Linked DNA regions of Gossypium hirsutum: region 2 is linked to region 1. Evidence: chromatin contacts called from public Hi-C data. All regions are on one chromosome and are shown on one strand. The core of a region is the stretch at or near the end of the contact, and the rest is flanking DNA. Distances in the headings are between cores, read along the strand shown.

Region 1 (2,700 bases), core at 105-2,604:
GTTGGCATTTAAAACTCATTTGGACTACTGTGTAGGACTATCGTTAGGGAGGTAACAAAATTTAACGGTAAAGTGACCACTTTGAAACAAAACGATAACGTAAGTGACTAAAATGTAACATTTCAAATATAAATGACTAAAATATAATTTAAGGCAAACAAAAGTGACTATTTTTACAATTTACCCAATTCTTTAAATAATGCATAATAATAACTTAATAAGAGAAAGAAAAAAAGGACCCCACACGTGTGGTAACATATGCACACAATAATTAGAGGCCCTAGCTTGAATGGCTGAGTGGGCCCACTGTTTTAGGGGAACAGGAAAAAATTAAGGAATGATTATAAAGAGAAAATCTAAACTTGATTTCTTCTTCTCATTTTTATCCTTTTAGGGATAGATATAATTTATTATTTTTCTAATGTCTTAATGATTAATTAACGTTGGAGTTAAGTTTAAATAGGGTTAAAAGAATGGACGATTTTCTTCGGCTTTTTTTTTTTTAAAATAATGGGTGCTATTCATGTTTATTTCATTATCGAAAATTGAGAATCAGATGAAGTGACAAAAGATTTATTCGGATTATTAAGTTTTTTCATTGCTTTTAATGATTTTTTATCGTTATTTTCTAAAAATGCTTTTTAGATAAAAATACATTTGAAGTCATATATATATATATATATATATTAATCAAACAATTTTTGAACCTAAAGGCAAAAGTTTTTTTATTTTATTTTGTCTTTGGAAAAACACACATTTTTAAATTTCTTTATAATTTAACATATTTTTATGTAATATTTATATTGGGTACACAATTATTTCGTTATTGAAATTTATTTTAAATATATAATATTATATATTTAAATTTGTAATGATTTAAAATATAATTTACATATTCAAATTAAATTTTACAAATAATTAATATTAATTGTTTAACAATATTTAAAATTTATATTTCATATAAAAATATTTAAAATGAGTTACCATAAATTATTTTTTAATTAACGGATTTGAATATTATTCAAATGTATATTTTTAATTCAGGATATTATGTTTAAAATAAAAATTTTAATTTTAAAAAGTATATTATATTTAAATTTTAAAGTAAAATTTTCAAAAATATTTTTTCACCATACTTTTGATGGAAAAGTAAATGGAAAACTAGCTGTTAGTTAAATCAACCTTGAAATGAATCCTGTACCTTTTAAAATAATAATTTTAGGAAAAAGGCAGCGAGTGGGTCTCTCAACTCTTTTTTGTCCTTTCTTGTTTAAAAAATAAATGTAAAGTACAAAAGGAAGGGAGATATGAAAGAAAAGAAAATGAATCAATGCCACACGAGGGAAAGAGAAAGAGATGACTACTGAAACTAGAGGGTCCTACCCCTCTAATTATTTTGCTATCAACACAAAGGCAGGGGGGAAATGAATCCTTTTCTCGTTGGCTACCACTTGTGATTCTAAGGCGTTATTAGTTTAATCTTAATTTTCAAGTCGTAATGGGTTATGAGCGATATAGATGGAATAGAATTTTATTGAAAATTTAAATGTAAATATTTTATTTCTGTTGTTGTAATTCAAATGACTCCAATTGTAATAATTTGATCTTAGTTGAAAGTGTTATAATAAACTAATTATTCGATTAGTTTTTTTTTGTTAATTATTTCTATTTCCCCCGTAAACTTCAACATCATTATGTTAATCAAGAACCAATCCAATCTATTATGTTTTTAAGTTTATGAAGAATTTAGGCGTAATTTATGTTGGAATATTTATAAGATTAAAACATGCTTTTTTAAGTTTTTCATTCTTCACATTTTTTGAATTTAATCACTTTATTTTAATTTTTAGGAATCTAGTTTCTTCACTTTCCAAATTTAAAAGTTTAGTTCAAATTGTTAACATCGTAAACATTTTTTTTAAATTTGTTGGGGCAATATTTTGAAATAAAAAAAAATTACTCACTTGGTGGTCATATGACCAATAAAATGATGTTGTAATAGACATGAATTCAATAGACGAATTTTAACAATGTTAACAATTGAACTTGCATTTTTAAATCTAAAGAGTAAAGGGAATAAATTTCTGAAAATAAAAGTAGAAGGACTAAATTCCAAATGTATGAAAAGTACAAATACTTTGAGCATATTTCAACCTGTTTATAATGTTTAAATAGTTACAAGTGAAATGTTACAAATGATAAAAAAATTATAACTTGAAAGTCATCAATTATGTTTGTTTGTTATTAAAGTTGTATCCTTTTGTTATTAATAAAGAGTTATTTCTGTTATGTGTTGCGAACAGAAAAAGTTAGAAGACTACAATAAAGAAAGTGTTCGTATTCAAAAGCGAATAGCACCAAGGTCCCAATGAAACGAGTTGGCAAACAAAGTTAGAGGTGAAAAAGAAAGAGTGGGAGGTCACCTAGGAGCGTAGCGCAGCCTAAAAACCTTGAGATGATGGTGAAGAGGACTTATGGGTGGCTTACAAACTTCTTTGACTCCTCTAACTCTTTTAAGGGAAGAAACTTTAGAGTAAGTTGGAAGAGAAGCTGTGGTGACTTTAAAGGCTAATGTATTATACACCAAAAGGGATAAGGGAAGACCCTAATGTGTCTTGCGAACTCCTTAAACTCTTTAGTAGAAGGATTGGTGGTTCTTTGGGCATTTGAAGGAAATGGGTCTAGGAAGTGTGTGAGAGA
Region 2 (2,735 bases), core at 124-2,623, 34 kb before region 1:
GAATTAATTTAATTCAAAATTTAAAAAATAAATTTGGAAATAAAAAAATTATAATAACTTATTTTGGAAATAATTTTTCATTTTTTTAACTATTGAATTTGCATTGTTTTTCAAACTACTTCAAAATGGATGAAAATGTTAATATTTGCTAACTTTGCTGGCATGACATACACGTGGATTGCCACGATAGCACTTTAACAATTAATTAATTTGTTAAAATTTAAAAATTATAAAAAAATTATAAAAATGTTTAAAAAATTAGAATTATTAAAAATATAAAAAAATATTTTTAATATTAAAAATAATTAATCATTACCTTGGCATACACATGACTTGTAGCAAACGTTAATTTTTTTTAACTATTTTGAGGTTATGTGATAAATAATATAAATTTAAGAACTAAAAAGAATAAAAAGAGCCAAAGTCGGAGGGCTAAAAAATTCATATGCCAAAAAATAAATGTAGGGCCAATTCTTCATTGTTTTTGAAAAGTGTTGTGAAAAAGTGATTTTGAGAAGTGCTTTTGAAAAGTTTAGTTTAAAATTTGAGTGTTTAGCATTGCTGTCAAAAAGTACTTTTGAGAAATAAAATGTTCATTTTAGACATATTATTATCAAGTAATAAATATATATTTAAATAATATTTAAATTAGTTAATATTATTATATTTTAGTAATAATATAAAAAAATTATTATAACTTGTTGTTAATATTTTAATATATAAAATATAAATTGTAAATATTTTTAATTAATAAATATTAATTATTTATAAAATTTAATTAGAATATATAAACTATATTTTAAATATTTAAATATAACCATTAAATATTTGTAATTAATATTTTAAAAAATATTTTTTATTTTTAATTAATAATTTTAACACAAATGTAATTAAGCACCAAGAAAAAAAAGAAAAATACTATGTTATTGGAGAGGTGAAAAAATAATTAAGCACTAAAAATACTTTTAGGAGAGGAAAAACTAAAATTTTTAGCTTCTCCTTTTCAGCTCCTTTTCAGAAGTGCTTTTAAAAAGTACTTCTAAAAAGCTAAAAATTTCAACTAAAAATAATTTATTTTTTATAACTTTTCCTTCAAAAACACTTTTAGAATCAAAAGTAATTTTTTTAAATAATGAAAAACTGGCCTGTAATAGGTAATACGGCAGTAGCACTGCACTACACTACACTAACCATGAGATCACAGTGGCATGCACTGTTATTGGCGCTCGTGTTATTGTAATGGAAAAACAAAGGCTGCCATCATGAACTGTTAATAATTTAATATTTTGTTACGGTATCTATAACTCTCTAGTCGGCGCGTTTACCACATTCCCCGACCAACCTTGTCTCGAAGCGCATGCGTGTTGGCACAAACGACAACTCAAATTTTCAAAAGACGCTACCGTCTCATTCCTGTTTACCCATCTGTCAATGGGTCCACTTTGACTCTACACCAATTCCCCAAATAATTGGCGCTTCCTTCTCACGCGCCTTCCTTCCTAGTAGCTTTGGAATTTTCTTTTCATCAATACTTATGGTTGTACTTGGCAGTATTGTACGAAGGAGCTCACATTTTATCTATCACCGTCCTTGATTCTCATTTCATTTAATAACATTTAGGAAAGCTCAATGCATATTTTACTATTTGAGTTCCAAATTATTTTAATATAATATTTGTATTGTTTTTTATTCAATGTAATATTTGTATTTAATAAAAAATACATATTTTGATATTTAAAAATAACAATATTACTTTTTAATATTTAATTTAAGTTTTAGAATTATATTAATTTAGTAATATCAACAATTAATTTTCATCAAATTAATTGTAAAATCTAAATTAAATCATATTTATCAAATTGTATTTGAGAAGTTAAATGTAAAAATTAAAAGAACTCACAATTAACACTAAAGTTATTCTATTAAAAATAATAAAGAATTCAAATTTAATATTCAATTAATTTTCATCAAATCAATTTTGAAACCCGAATTAAACTCTATAAAGTTAACATGGTTACTTTTGTGTACTAAAATATATAATTTTTGGTCAAATGCATATATTAAATTAAACAAAAAATAAAATAAATATAATATTAAAAAAACGTCAAACTTAAATACCAAATAATATACACCGTTATTATTGTCATCGGTTTATCTATTATTTAACAATAAATTTATTGTACTCTTAAAGCACGAATATGCCCTTATATATAAAGAAAAACTTAGACGGACATTATGGTAATATCATGTGGTCTTTTTTATTGGAATATAAGGAATAAAATTAATAGGTTAAGCTATGTTGTTAGTCTCTATACTTTGATCCAATTAAAATTTAGTTCATGTACTTAAAAAATTAAAATTAAGTCATTTTACTTTTTTATTTAAAGATCTCAATACAGTAATTAAAATTGTATGTATTTTATGTAAAAATTTGTCAATTTTGAATTTTGGTGAAGATATTCATGTATGACATGGCATATGATTACAAAATAAAAGTGACGAGTTAACAAATTTTGACAAAAACTACCAATAATGATAATGATTGGACTAAAACTTTTAAAGTGAAAAAAGTAAGAGGATTAAATTCTTAACTTTTAAATTTCAAATTTTATACAAGTACATTTACTAACAACATATTTTAACCACTTAAATAATTTATTTTGATCAAAGTCTTGGGTTTATTCCTCAAGTGGTTTTTTTGTGTAAAATTAAATTTCTTTCATTGATTCTTCACT

Evidence for each region. Hi-C and Micro-C count contacts between places; a contact is called where the count stands out from the background.
Region 2: a Hi-C map of hypocotyl shows a contact between it and region 1, with 1.9 times the contacts expected there. The contact joins two enhancer-like sites. A contact is called at or near these places in 3 of 34 Hi-C or Micro-C datasets (fibers, hypocotyl and leaf).

Annotation. Positions count from the first base shown.
Region 1 is chrD11:40,139,490-40,142,189 of Gossypium_hirsutum_v2.1, reverse strand. No RefSeq gene overlaps it. Among protein-coding and RNA genes, the nearest start is that of LOC107921024, 36 kb to the right of the region's middle. Within about 2 kb of position 1,354, at least 2 of the 9 cell types and tissues checked have an H3K27ac peak or open chromatin away from gene starts, as enhancers often do. A contact at or near this core is called in hypocotyl and leaf, where this site is marked.
Region 2 is chrD11:40,173,674-40,176,408 of Gossypium_hirsutum_v2.1, reverse strand. No RefSeq gene overlaps it. Among protein-coding and RNA genes, the nearest start is that of LOC107922051, 26 kb to the left of the region's middle. Within about 2 kb of position 1,373, at least 3 of the 9 cell types and tissues checked have an H3K27ac peak or open chromatin away from gene starts, as enhancers often do. A contact at or near this core is called in hypocotyl and leaf, where this site is marked.